2 separate regions of the Oryctolagus cuniculus genome follow, and region 2 is linked to region 1. The links are chromatin contacts, called in public Micro-C maps. All regions are on one chromosome and are shown on one strand. Each heading gives the region's core, a stretch centred on a gene start, on an enhancer-like site or on the middle of the called end of the contact. The rest is flanking DNA. Distances are from core to core; before and after follow the strand shown.

The links. Hi-C and Micro-C count contacts between places; a contact is called where the count stands out from the background.
Region 2: a contact with region 1 is called in a Micro-C map of ear pinna, with 5 times the contacts expected there. The contact joins the promoter of DMTF1 here to the promoter of DBF4 in region 1. A contact is called at or near these places in 2 of 6 Hi-C or Micro-C datasets (ear pinna and an unstated tissue).

The regions. Positions count from the first base shown.
Region 1 is chr16:47,474,729-47,482,481 of mOryCun1.1, forward strand. DBF4 (DBF4-CDC7 kinase regulatory subunit) reads right to left here and starts at 3,987. Exons shown (of 12, transcript XM_051853365.2): 1 at 3,676-3,987; 2 at 2,578-2,750. The coding sequence starts at 3,721. SLC25A40 (solute carrier family 25 member 40) reads left to right here and starts at 4,346. Exons shown (of 12, transcript XM_051853377.2): 1 at 4,346-4,486.
Region 2 is chr16:48,093,974-48,101,102 of mOryCun1.1, forward strand. DMTF1 (cyclin D binding myb like transcription factor 1) reads right to left here and starts at 2,013. Exons shown (of 18, transcript XM_017344332.3): 1 at 1,832-2,013. It overlaps LOC127492632 (a long non-coding RNA gene), which reads left to right and starts at 2,043. Exons shown (of 2, transcript XR_007922265.2): 1 at 2,043-2,721.

The DNA of each region.
Region 1 (7,753 bases), core at 2,737-5,236:
GAAGGATCACCATGTTCCTAAATCTGTGTATATGAAATACATGAAACTTGTATAATTTAAGTAAAATTTGTTTAAAAATTAGCATCTAGGTCCTATATTTCATGTAGATCTTTATGACACGATTTTTTTTAGTGATCGAGCATCAGAAATGGAAACCAGGATTCCAGGAAAGACAGTATACGAGGAGATCAGAATTCAATGAATAAAAATATTTTAAGAAGACAGTTGGGGCTGCTATCATGGCACGGTGGGTTAAGCTGCTGCTTCTGACACTGGTTTGGTACTGGTTTGAACCCAGGCTGCTCTGCTTGAATCCAGCGCCCCTCTAAAGTACCTTAGAAAGCAAGGGAAGATAGCCTACATGCTTTGGGTATTTGCCACTAATGTGGGAGACCCAGATGGAGTTCCAGGCTCCTGGCTTTGGCCTGGCCCAGCCCTGGCCACTGCGGCCATATTGGGAATGAATGAAAGGATAGAAGATCTCTTTCTGTCTCGTCCTCTGTTAGTCTGCATTTGAAATAAATCAAATAAACCTTTCTAATTGTTTTATATTTATTTCTTTGAAAATCAGGCCAAAGCCAGGAGCAGGGAGCTTCATCTGGGTTTCCCACGTGGGTTGTAAGGGCCCAAGCTCTTGGGCCATCTTCCAATGATTTCCTAGGGCATGAGCAGGAAGCTGAATCAAAAGTGGAGCACCAGGACTCAAACCAGTATCCATATGGGATTCCAGCATCAAAAGCAGAGGTTTCACCCACTATGCCATAATGACAGCCCTGATAAAATAAATCTTTCTTAAAAAAAATTCAGTTAAAAATCTACAATTTTGAGGCACAAATTTAATGACTTAAGCCTTTAATATTTTATTAGTCTACTTCAAACCACTGGTAAAGATTTGAAATGTATAAAACCAAAAGATCCCTCAACTATTATCTATGGCAGATATAATTAAAAATCTGTTTCTTGTAAGTGTCTCAGAAACTGCTGTGGGGTTGACAGGGACTCTAGACTCCATACTGCTGCTTTAGCCACAATTCCCTTTTTACAGGCTTTTCACGCTGGACTTTTAAATGTGCATTTTATAGCGCTGCTAAAAAAACAAATGTTAACATCATTATTATTAGCTAATGGATTAGTCATCACATTTCAGAGACCTGTCCCAGAAAGCTACTTTATAGCCAATGATTGCTGAAGGAACAAAATGGAACAGTGGTACTTAACTCTGGGAATTGAGTGGCTAATACTGTTCTGATTGGGCCAGTTATGTAGACTTCATTATGTACTTCATTTCTACAATGAAGATGTATATTTAATTTTTTTAAAGATTTATTTATTTGAAAGGCAGAGTTACAGAGAGGCCAATGTAGAGAGAGGTCTTCCACCTGCTGGTTCACTCCCCAGATGGCCACAACGACCAGAACTGAGCCGATCCGAAGCCAGGAGCTTCTTCCAGGTCTCCTACGTGGGTACGAGGACTCAAGCACTTGGGCCACCTTCTGCTGCTTTCCCAGGCCATAGCAGAGAGCTAGATCGGAAGTGGAGCAGCCAGGACTCCAACTGGCACCCATAGGGATGCCAGCACTGCACACAGTAGCTTTACCTGCTACGCCACAATGCCGGTCCCAAACATGTATATTTGATGTCTAAGTCCTTAACAAATTAAGACCACCTTGATAGGTAGTATAGTTCATAATATCATTAGAAAGCCTATAAATTAAACGCAACCTTTGGGAATTCAATGATACGTTCATTATACTACACACTACTAATACAAATATGTGTTGTGATGTTTTACTTCAGCAAAAAATAAGCAGCAAAACAATATTTTTTCAAAGATAAATAAAATAAGTGAAACATCACACCAACAAGCAATTCTAGAAACTTCATTACACACTCTTCTTAAAGAGTCTAGTCTGGCACTGAAAGGATGTTCAAAGATGTTGATCTTCAAAGTCCAGAAATTTTTAGACAGAAAACATCTTAATAACCATATCTGCTAAAATTTAATATCTTCCTTAATCCTAAGAAAACGTACAACTTTGCTTGACTTTCCTAATTCCCAATTAATGTATAAGGTAAGACAGCAGGTTTTTCAAATTCTTACTCTAAAATTTTGTTTCCTTAATGACATTTATTTTGTTGAGCCTCTGTATCTCTATCACCCAACAGCAATTTTACTTGCTTTTCATTTGAACAAGTTCTCATTCTGCAGTAACATTCTAAATTGTTACATTAGTCCATATAAACCTAAGTAGATTTCTACTAATCACAATCAAAGTGCTCCCACTCTCCACAGGGCATCCACCATTACAGTGAAAAGCAATGAGTGGTTCTATTAGGTAAGAGAGTCTCATTTCTCAACACTTTGGGAATTCAATACTAATCTCCCAATCACAGAAACCTGAAGTTTTGTCAGGCTACAAAAAGTTAAAACAAATGGTTTTTCATTAAAGACACAACAGTTGCTTAAAAATAAAATCTTAAGCATGGTGGTAATAGATGGTTGTAAATTTTCCAAAAACAATTTAATTACTTGATTACAAAATTTTCCTTTTCTGTCAATGTATGGTTTTCACTTACCCCTCCCAGATCCTTAATATCCTTTTTCAGTTTTTCACATATGGTCACAGAAGGTATGTCAAGGTAAAATACTTTTCCCCAAAGTGGCTTATATTTGGATTTTTCTGGTCTGTTTTCAGTTTTCAGAGATTTCAAAGATGATCTGTTTTTTTCATTTTTGACTTGGATTCCACCTGTTATTAAAAATATTTAGAATGAGCTAATAATGTCTTACTACAGATGCAGTTGCTACTGTCTCAAAAGTATTTCATGAAACCATAATATCACAGGAGCAATTCCTATAATCCCACCAATTAAAAGTTATTAGCATTTAAATATACTTCTTTGTAGTACCACAAGCCAAAGGCAGCAGGCCCCACACATTTTTTCTTGACCCTACTGTAAAAGTAGCAGTTGGATCCGCAGGAAGCATCCGTGTGCATTCACGACTAAGGCACGGAACTAAACAAAACTGCACACAGGAGCTTCAGAAGTGTGCAAGGCCTCCCCGGGCTGTTTACTGAGCCCCTCCGCCACTCTGCTGAGCTCCAACGCTGCCCACTCGGGCCGGCCGCGCACGAAGCTCAAGGGTTCCAGGTTCTTGTAAACCTGGTCTCCGCTACGAGGAGCGCGGCGGCCCGTTTCACATACAAGTTCTGCTGCCGAGCGACCGAGGCCTTCATGGTCCACTCGCTACACCGGTTTCGGTGAAAGCGGACCTGAGGCCCCAGCACCGGCCGCGGGGGCACAGCCCGCTGCTAGGTGGGGGTCCCCGCACGCACGCTCACGCCCACGGCTACGGGAGGAGACGCACGCTCGCCTGCGCGTCCCAACCCAACCCGGGCGGCTGAAGAATCAGACGAGCTGCTCGCTGCCTGCGCCACGGCCCTGGGGCCAGCAATCCTCCGCCCGAAACGCAAACGCCCACCCCGGCGCCCCTCCCCGGCCCCCGGCCCGAGCCCCGGCGCGCGACCGGCCTCCCCCGCGCGGCTCGCGGCCCGCAGGCCCCCGGCCCGCAGCTCGGCCGCCGCGGTGGCGCTGAGGTAATCCCGGTAGGCGGCCGCCCGCAGGCCCCAGCGACGACGCCGGGCGACCCAAGGCGGAGGGCGGGCTTCGTACCTTGGCCATGTCCTCTGCTGTGAATCCTCATGGCTCCCGAGTTCATGGCAGCCGCCCGGCGCCTACATGCTGCGTCCGGAGAGGGTGCCCCGCCGGGCGACCGCGGAAACACGGCTTCTCCGGGACACGACGGCCCAGGTACAGGCGCCGGCCCAGTTTCCGGGGCCGGATCCGGCTTCCGAGGCGCGGAGGAAGAAGGCTCCCAGCACGGCCGAGGGGGCTGCGGCAGTTGAAGATTTGAAAACGCGTCACGCGGCCGCGGCGCCTATACGCGCGCCCCGCCCCTCTCCCGCCGAGCGCCGCGCCCCGCCCCGTGCCGGCTGCACGTGCCCGCCTCCTCGCGCCGCGCGCCCCGCCCCGCCTCAGGCCCGCCCCCTGGAGCCTCCTCGGCCTCGCGCCTCGCCCTGCCCTGCCTCGGCCCCGCCTCTGGAGCCAAGCGCCCCGCCCCCCGCACGCCCCTCCTCGCGCCTCGCCCCGCCCCCCGCACACTCCTCCTCGCGCCTCGCCCCGCCCTGCCGCGAGCCCCGCCTCTCGCGCCTCGCCCCGCCCCTCGCGCCTCGCCCCCGCCCCCTCGCGCCTCGCCCCGCCCCTCGCGCCGCTCTGCCCCGCCCCCTCTGCGATGCCCTCTGCACCCCAGACCCCGGGTCGGCGCGCCGCGCGTCAGCGTGTCGCCCCGCTCCGATGAGTCGGTGGGACAGCGGTGTGGCCGAGGCTAGTGGACGCAGCAGCCCCCCAGGCCGGCCGCCTGCCGTCGGGGTCACTGCGCCCTTGCGGTCTCCCCGGAGCTCCGGCCCCCAGCCGCCCTCCCCAGGTACGCCAGTTTCCAGCGGTCGGACGTCCGGGAGGCTGCGGCCGGGCGGGGCCGGGCGAGGGCGGCAGCGGCGGCCGCAGCCCCTGCCCTGGGCGGGCTTTCCCGCAGCCCCCGCCGACCCTCGGGCTGCAGCCAGGCCGCCGCGGGAGTTCCGGGGGGCGCCGGCAGCCCCCGGCCCCGAGGCGGGTGCCCGAGCGCGGCCCCGCGGAGCTGCGTCCGCCCTACTGGGCGTAAAATGGGGATAAAGACGGGAAGGCAGAGTGGCCGCTCCGGGGGGAGCGGGATTGTGGCGGGCGGCGACCGCGGACGCATTCCCGTTTTCTGTGTCCATGCCCCAGAAGCAGTTGGGGATGCGGTTCCGCTCGTGCGGAAGAGGACTGTGTTTCCTCCGAGTTTGCGCTCCTTCGCTCTTGGCCCCGAAAGGCAGCCGTGCTGTGGCCGGTGGCGGATAGCCGCCCTCGAGCCCAGGCTGGGCGGGCGGGACTCGATCCGTGCGCGCAGAGTCAAGGACCCTTCCGGACGGTCTAGGCTGAAGGCCGGGGGCGGCCGGCGCAGCCCCCCGGGAGACAGCTGGGGTATTTGCGAGCCAGTGGACGTCGCTGGGAGAGGAAACGCAGGTGGATTTGAGACTTCGGGCTGACAGCCCGCAGGCCTAGGGGCGTGCCTGCAGCAGAGGTGAACAGGTGTGGCTTGGCCATCCATCTAATTGCTTTTGACAGAACCTATTTTAAAGTATAAACTGCCGAAACAGTGCAAGGTTTTCAGTGTTTTCAGAAGGGTTTAAAAGATAGAGAAGCATCAGTTGCAGAGAGACTGTAGTAATAGTCATGGGAGCGTGATGAGCGGGAAAGCGATGGAAAAGAGGGCCGCAGAACTGGGAAGGGAACTGGAAAAAACGCTTAAGGTCAAAAGTCACAGAATTGCAGATATTGGAATCTTAATGAGCTTCTCTGTACGGCTTTGGGTAATTTTGAGCAATTTTAATCTGTGAAAAGGGAGTTATAGATATTTCTCAGAGCTGTTGTGAAGATAAAATGGAACATTTTTGAAAGCTTTATTAATGTGTGCGTGGCATGGAGTAACAGCTCAGCGGTTGCTCTTTCTGGTGAACTCTACACCACTTCCTCCATCCCAAAGTTTTAAAAAGACTAAGACTTGAAAAATAGGCCTTTAATTTTGTGAAGATGTCATTGGTTTCTATAATTAAAACTTCTGTGGATGGCAGAGATAAGTACTAGATAAAAATGAACTTGAAGTTGACAAGTTGAGCATACTGTTTAAAAAATTTGTCAGTGTACAAGAAAATTGCACGTTTGGAGGATTTAGAAGAAATGGGACAGATTTAAGCATGTTTCTATTGAAACAAGCAAGTCTGTCTTATGCCATAGATATGTTTCTTATTTAATATAATGAGGCAGAACAGTAACGTAATTCAATACTTAACTCTGCCACACTCTCACCTGACTGCATAATTCCTTGTTGTGAATAAGCAGAACATTTGCTTTACCTATTTGTTAACATTTTTCTGATCTGTCATCCAAGGTTAACTTTTTAAAATGTTATTGGAGCCCAGATCTTTCAGTAGCTGCAGCAGGAAGGATTTGGTTGTGAATCCATGACCAATGAGGATGGAAACCTCTTTACCTATCATGTCAATAGTCAGATCTATTGGTAAGAGAATGATTATGTTAAGGTAGATCTTAAAAACATGCTTAAACAGAGTCATTTAAATGAAGGGTATTCATTCAAGAAGAATTTAATGGGGGCAGGGTTGTCTGTAGTTACAAGCTTTGGTAGAGAGTTCTGTTGAACAAAATTGAAGAACATCAGCAGAATTTTAGCCTAATTAAATGAACATTTGGCTGTGAATCAAGAGAAATGAATGTGGTACTAAGCCCTGTCCCTAAGAAATTTTATGACCGTGGGCAAATATTAACCCTTCCTAGAGTTTTCTATAAATGAAGATAATCTCTGATTAGTCTACTCTACAGCTTGTGGTGATTATCAAATGAGACCTAATATTTTTCAGGGTACCTCATGCATATCAAAATACAAATTTTGGGGATGGCTCTGTGGCACAGTGGGTTACAGCCCTGGCCTGAAGCGCCGGCATCCCATGTGGGCACTGGTTCTAGTCCTGGCTGCTCCTCTTCCAATCCAGCTCTCTGCTATGGCCTGGGAGAGCAGTAGAAGATGGCCCAAGTCCTTGGGCCCCTGCACCCACATGGGAGACCTGGAAGAGGCTCCTGGCTTCGGATTGGCACAATCCCGGCTTTTAACCATCTGGGGAGTAAACCAGTGGATAGAAGACCTCTCTCTCTCTGTCTCTACCTCTCTCTGTAACCCTGTCTTTCAAATAAATAAAAAATAAATCTTTAAAAATAAATAAATATAAATTTCATATTTTAGAATCTAGACATATTAGCTCTGTAATTCTTTTCACTTTGCTCTTCTGTAAAAACCCTGCCACCTGGCTAATAACCTTTTATCTATGGCAACCTAGCTTAGTCTTTATCTCCTGCTTCTTTGAGACCTTCAGTAATAATTATTACTGTTTGACTCTTCTGATATGTTGGTTTTTCTGAGGCTAAATTCTTAGTTCTGCAGGCTACGCATGTGAGAGTATGGTATTAGTCAGTGGCTGTGGCACTGAAGTTGCTGTCTTAGGTGAGGGTGGGCTGGCAAACCAGGGTACATTCAGCATTATCTGTTCCTTGAACACAACCTAAATGGAATATCAAAAATGGAAATACTCCTAACTCTCCCATGCAGGTGAGAGGGACACAAATATGTGAGCCATTACCTGCTGCCTCCCAGGGTGTGCATTAGCTGGAAGCTAGAATTGGAAGGGAAGCTGGAACTGAAACCCAGTCACTCCAATCTAGGTTGCAGTTGTCCCAAGCAGTGTCTTAAACTGCTGTCCCAAACGCTCACCCTGCAATGAGGTTCTTTATTGGTCGTATCTGTTCAGGATCTTGTGGACCTCCTGTACCTTCATATTCCAGTCTTTCTCAGGATGGGGATATTTTCAGCTATTATTTATTGAATAGATTTCTGTAACATTACTCCTCTCTTTGCCCTCAGGAATCCCCACAACTCAAATATTTGTCATTTAATGGGACTTCAGTGGCCTCCGAGACTGTCTCTTCTTTGTTGCTTGTATTCCTCTTTTTTTTGTTGTTGTTCTTACCTAGGTTTCAAATGATGAGTCTTTATTATAGGTTTTCTTTCTTTTGCATGATCTCTTGTTGAGGTTTTGAATTTTTT
Region 2 (7,129 bases), core at 763-3,262, 620 kb after region 1:
CAGAATGCCCAGTACTTACTGATTAAATGTTGCTGAAGACAAGGCAATAGCATTTTGGCTGCACCATCTAGCTCAACTGCAATCAATTAAAGATATTCACGCAGAATATGCAGGTTCTAGATCAGTCCCAAAAAGCATATTTTGGGATGAGCCTATCAACTAAAATAGTGGGAAAAAAATTAGCTTGTTTGGTGGCACACAAAACACCCAATATATGGAAATTAAAAATCATTAAATATCACAAATAATGGAAAGTGTTTTCTTCATTCATAACTGTAACAAGTTTTTTTCCCCCTCCAAACACAGGCTGTTTTTTGTGCTTTGTGACTGGAGGAAAAAACCCTAAGTCTCACATCAAGCTGTATTCTCTTAGCTGGACAATTTTTGTAATGTTAGAGAATGTAATTTTAACCTCCTACTTTTTTCCTAAGCACTAAATTTCTAAATCTTAAATATACTAAGTCTTCTCACGACTACACCATCGTAGCAAAAAGCTAAGATTCTGGTGTACCACCATGGCCGTCTTTCAAGTGGTGGTCAAGGTCTAAAACCAACAACCTTCACACACAAACTTCCATCAGCTTACAGAAAGAAATTCGATGTAACTGAAGCATACGAAGGCTCTCAGCTGAAAAACAAAGACGGGTTTTTATGTCTGTAGAACTTTCTACATAGAGAGAAAAATATTTTCCTAACTTGGACTGGAACTCACAAGCTTCAAGCAAGACTGTCCCCTACGAACTGAATAGAGTTCCAAATGGCACTGGTTTTGAGCTTAAGACACACGAGCAGAAAGGAACCCCGGAGAATCCAGCGTCCCCTGCAGCCACCCAGGCGTCCCAGCACGCGCGGCCTCGCCTCCGGCCGGGGAGAGGGGCGAGGCCAGGCCGACACCTGAAGGGGGCGTCGCCCCTGCCTCCCCAGGCGAGCCTTTCTGTCACCAAAACGCAGCCCCCGACAGCCCCCCGCGCCGGGCCGCGCCGGGCACGGAGGCAAACCCGCACCCGCGTCCCCGCGGAGGTCCGCACCACGACGCCCCCGTCCACAGGCCCGAGCGGACTGGCGGTGCTCTCTTCTCTCTTAAACTTCCTGGGAGCCCGGCACCCTCCCCGCACCGCAGCCCGCGCCGCTCTCCTCAGAGACTCGGCTGACAGGAACCCGCGGCCCCGGGTCTCCGGTCTGGACCGCCAACCACCGAGCCAGGCGGAACCCCCAAGGCGAAAACAGTGCAAGATGCCCACAAAAAATAAAAGGGGGAAAAAAACAAAAAAAAATAAATAAAAAATAAAAAAGGGAGGGGGGGTTACGGCGAGACCTGCCCCCACCCCCTCATCCCTGCCCAAGCCCACCGCTCCGCCTCCGCACCCCAGAACCAAACCGGAAAAGGCAACAAAGAAACAAGAAAGGACCACCTCGGGAAAACCAGCGAGGCTCGCTGCCCGTGCCCGCTCCCCGGCCCAATTCTGCCCCCGAGCTCCCGGCCCACCCCACCCCCCAGGGGTCCCGGCGCCATTTAGCTCTTCCGAACCCGCCGCCATTTTCCGCCCCCGCCGGATCGCAGCCGTGTCGCGGCGGCCACTCGTCCCCCTGCTCTGTAGCTCGAGCCGCCACCGCCGCCGGCCGGGCCCCGAGAGGGAGGCTCCGGCCTGAGCGTGCGGAGACGGCAGCTTTCGCGTCACCAAGGCCCGGCTCCGACCCCGCCCGCGGTGCCTGGGCGCCCGCAGCTTGCGCCGGCCGACGGCAGCGAGCGGGCAGCAAGGGGGCCGGACAGGCTCCGCTGGGCGGAGCGGCCCTGGCGGCGGTTGGGACCTGAAGGTTCCATCGCACTTACTTCCTGTTTTGGGTCCGGGCACTTTGGAAGAACCAGGATGGAGGCTCCAAAAAATACCAGGATGGAGGAAGCAGCCACGGGCGAGAGTGGCTGCAGCTGGAGTGAGCGAGCGCGACGAGCCACCGGAAACGGAGCTACGGCCGCGCCCCGCCCCCGGCCCCCGCCTGTTCCCCCTGCCCCCCGCCTCTCCCGAGGGGCGGCCCCGCGCGCCGGCTGCTGGCGTCACTTCCGGCCAAGTCGACGCGCGAAAAAAGTCCCGGGGCAGGCTGCTCCGCTGCTGTGCTGCGCCGCCATGGTGCTGGGCTTCCTTGCTCCCGGGTTCCTGCTAGGGCTTCTCGGCAGCCGTTCTTGCGCTGCTGTGCCGGGCTGGAGGCCCTTCTGTGGCTCCGGGGGACGTTAGGCCCCGCCGGCCGAGTTGCGTGGATCCCCGTGGCTCGCGGCGAGGGGAGCCGCCCGTGTGGCGCGGGCACCCGGGTCCGCGCGAGTCTGGGGCTTCCCGCTGGGCCCGCGTTGCCGCTGCGCGGAGGCTGAGGCGCGCTCGCGTCGCGGTGAAGGGCGCCTGCTGCGAGCGTGGGCTCGGTCTTGGACGGACCGGGAAGGTGCTCTAGCGTCGTGCTCTGAGTTGCTCCGTGTCCTGGAGAGGTGGAGGAAAGACCTGCCCCCAGGGTGCGCCCCGGTCTCGGCTGCTCGCCGACCCTGCACTTCCAGACTGGTCGAGCCCTGCTGCTTGCTCTGCCTCTGCTTCCAGCCTCACTTGACTGACTTATAAAATGCCACGTTCTGTGTATTCTGTGGGTCACGGCAGTCACTTCTAGACTTGATTAATATCCGTTGGCTGTGATGTTGTCAAGTGGAGGCTCTGGGGAATGGGTGAATGTTCCTCCTCAATTGTAAGTAATTGAGGCTAAGAGTCAGTGGTTTATTTTTCTCTACTAGCAGTTTCAGTTGCCTTGTGCAATCCTGGTTTCTTTTGAATACAAGTGTAAAGTGACACTCATCAAAGAAAACGCTGGGTGAAAATACGCAAACTACACATTGAAATTAGTTTAGAAAAATAAAGATTTGCTTGGATTTCCAGCCAAATGTACATACGGGGAGTATTCTAAAAGCTCATGAAAGATGCATATTGTGTAAAATGAATTTCAAATTTTTTTTTTGCAGCGAAACTTTTTTTTTAAAGATTTTATTTATTTATTTGAGAGGTAGAGTTACAGACAGTGAGAGAGGTCTTCCATCCATTGGTTCACTCCCCAAATGGCTGCAACGTGGAGAGCTGAGCTGATCTGAAGCCAGGAGCCAGGGGCTTCCTCTGGGACTCCCACGCGGGTACAGGGCCCAGTCACTTGGGCCAACTTCCACTGCCCTCCCAGGCCACAGCAGAGAGCTGGATTGGAAGAGGAGCAGCCAGGACTACAACTGGCGCCCAAATAGAATGCCGGCACCACAGGCAAAGGATTGAACTTTGACTTCATATCTATTGGAATGGCTAAAACCCACAACCCTGACAATACCAAATACCGGCAAGTTTGGAACAACAGGCACTCTGATGAACTGTTGGTGGGAATGCGAAATGGTATATCCAGTTTGGCAGATTTGTACAAAACCTGTGTTTTCATATGACCTAGAAATTGCTCTTTGTTGTTTACTCAAATAAGGTGAAAATTCCACACAAGAACCAGCACATTATATATACATACACAGCAGCTTTTTTTATAATTGTTGAAACTTGGAAGTTAACCAAGATGTCTTACAGTAGATGAATGGATAAACTGGTACATTCATGTGATGGAATTTTATTCAGTGCTAAAAAGAAGTGGACTATTTCTTTTTTTTCTTTTCTTTTTTTTTTTTTTTTGACAGGCAGAGTAGACAGTGAGCGAGAGAGACAGAAAGGTCTTCCTTTTCCTTTGGTTCATCCCCAATGGCAGCGGAGGCTGGCGCACTGTGGCAGGCGCCCAGTACTGATCCGAAGCCAGGAGCCAGGTGCTTCTCCTGGTCTCCCTGGGGTGCAGGGCCCAAGCACTTGGGCCATCCTCCACTGCCTTCCTGGGCCACAGCAGAGAGCTGGACTGGAAGAGGAGCAACCGGGACAGAATCCGGCTCCCTGACTGGAACTAGAACCCAGTGTGCCAGCGCCACAGGTAGAGGATTAGCCTGTTGAGCTGTGGCGCCGGCCAGAAGTGGCCTGTTGAATCATCAGAAGACATGGGAGAATCTTAAATGTATACTGTATAATTCCAGTTGTATGAAATTCAGGAAAGGGCAAAACCATGGGGATGGTAATATCAGTGGTTGTTAGGATTTAGGGGAAAGGAGATAATTTATATGATATATCTTTACATATAATGCATATATAATATAAATATGTAAATATGCTGAGAACTGAGGCCTTTTAGGGCAGCAAAATGCCTCATGTTAGATACATGCCATTATAGATTTACCATAACCCATAGAATGTATAGCACCAAGAATAAACCCTAATGTGAACTTTGGACTTTGGCTGTTCTTGGAGTGTCAGTGAAGTTTCATGGTAACCGGTGTACCATTCTGGTGAGGAATGATGATAGTAGGAGTAATTCTATACTTCCCACTCAGTTTTTCTGTGGACCTAAAACTGCTTTCAAAAATAATTTTAAGCCCGGCACCGCGGCTCACTAGGCTAATCCTCCACCTGCGGTGCCGGCACTCCGGGTTCTAGTCCTGGTCTGGGCACCAGATTCTGTCTCGGTTGCTCCTCTTCCAGTCCAGCTCTCTGCTGTGGCCTGGGAGTGCAGTGGAGGATGGCCCAAGTCCTTGGGCCCTGCACCTGCATGGGAGACCAGGAAGGAAGCACCTGGCTCCTGGCTTCCTATCAGCGCTGTGCACCGGCCACAGCAGCCATATGGGGGTGAACCAATGGAAGGAAGACCTTTCTCTCTGTCTCTCCCTCTGATTGTCTAACTCTGCCTGTCCAAAAAATAAAAAAATTAAAAAAAATTTTTTTAAAGAAGTTGGGTGCTGGTGCCGTGGCTCACTTGGTTACTCTCCTGCCAGCAGCACCTGCATCCCATATGGGTGCTGGGTTCTAGTCCCGATTGCCCCTCTTCCAGTCCAGCTCTCTGCTGTGGCCCAGGAAGGCAGTGGAGGATGGCCCAAGTGCTTGGGCCCCTGCACCTGCATGGGATACCTGGAGGAAGCACCTGGCTTCGAATTGGCACAGCGCACTGGCTGTAGCAGCCATTTGGGGAGTGAACCAACAGAAGGAAGACCTTTGTCTCTCTCTCACTGTCTAACTCTGCCTGTCTAATTAAAAAAAAAAAAAATAAGTGTGGGAGGGCTGCATAAACCTGTGGGTTTGAGCAATGTGAGCCAACATTCCTTGAGTGCTTATGTGTCAGTTTTCTTTACCTGTAGTAAGCTCATTTAATGTTTGTAAGTGCCACATGCGTCACTACAATTACTACAAAGAATCCCGTTTTACGTAAGAGCCAAAGAGAAGTGAAGGAATATGTCCAAAGGTATGCAGAAACTAAGTGATAAAGTCAGAATTGAAGAATCTACTTCAGAGCCTATGTTCTGAGCTACTCTGTTCTAGTGCACACAATAAACTGGCGTTGGTTTTCACATAATGAAACTAATTATTACCACTGGTTTCCAGATTCAAAACTGGGAAACATATTTGATTTTCAAATATGCTGGAAGCAATATTTTATTGTGTTAGCCATTTTATTATCAATGTGTGATGACATGCTCCATTTTTAAATGAATACATAACTAATATTTATGTAAGCAAAACTGAGGATACTATTGTGGTATGCATGGGGTCATACCTGAATGTGAATCTTGGCTCTGTTGCTTAATATTCTGTATGGTACTTCACCTCTGTAAGCTTCATTTACCTTAGCAAAATAGGGGCAGTAAAATAAAAATGAAAATTAATAAACCCTGGAACCAGAAAGCAATAAAACTACTCAACAGTTTTAATGAAGTAATAACTTATACATAAAATTGTTGATATTAACAATTATGATGAAGTAGTTCTTAATGAGCCATATTTTTCATCAGGTATAACCATACAGTATTCTTTTCACAAGGCATAAAATGGTGATATTTATAAATTATAGTCTAGCTGCCCACTCTCTTCTGCAAAGCCTTACATCAATCTGTACTCTTGATATTAATTCCCTATAAGAAGTCAATTTTGTCCTCATAATTAAATTATCCCTTTCTGGGTTAGTTTCCTTCATATTCTTTTCTAAAGTTAGTCATTCTTGGGAAGACAGCTATATTTTAATATGAGCATAGTACATTATTTAAATTCTATTTTCATAGTAACACCTGTATGCCTGTAACGAGTAATCAATTTACTGACTATAACACAATCTGAATCACAGCAACTTTCTGCAGTTATCACCTCTTCACTACTTAGTCAACTTGTATATAAGGGAATGCTTGAGATTCTATGTATTAACCTAGGATTTACTTACTTAGGAATTGAGTGTTTTGTAGAAAAACCATGAGACAGAATTTATAAAAATATTTATAGGACAGGTACATGATATTTGATTTACTTTCTAGTTATGATTAACTGTTGAACTCCAGGTTTTTTTTTAACTTTCATGAATCTTGTCAGTGATTGAATAATGATTAAATTATCTTTTAAGAAAGGCTGATATATTATGAAATTATTTTAACTACTGAGAAACAAGTTCTGTTTCATTATCATCTCATGTGCTGGATAGTATGACTCAGGAAAAGATGCTAATAAAGGCTTTTGTTAGTAAAAGGAAAATTCAGTTACAGAGTAGTTTTCTTGCTACAGTCTCTGGGTTCTGTGAATGCAGGTGATGGGCATAGCCTGGAAATTCTTCAGCAACTTCTGGAGAACTGATGGGAATTCCTATGCTAGTCGAGGAATTAGCACACTGTCCTAGGTAGACCACAACCTGGCTTTTTCAGGCCATCTGTTGTCTCAGATTCTTCCTGTAGAATTTCTTCCAGGGTCTCTGGTACTCTTAGAACACTTTCCTGTCCTCCACTTGGTGTCCTTATCTCCTCTCCACACCCTGTAATCCCTCCACCTGGTCACCACCTCACCATACCTTCTCCACTGCCTTTTCTGTTTGCAGTAGATTTCTACTGAGAACTGAATGGAATTTAATAATTTAATTAGCAAAAATTGGTTCCTCTTCCAGTTAAGAAAGTGGGGAGCTAGGCTTCAAATACTCTAAGACAGTGAGGGTAAGTGCTTTCCTTTACATTTTGGTGTCCAAAGAAAATAGTGAGGTTACCTCATTAATATGGACTATCTAGAGCCAG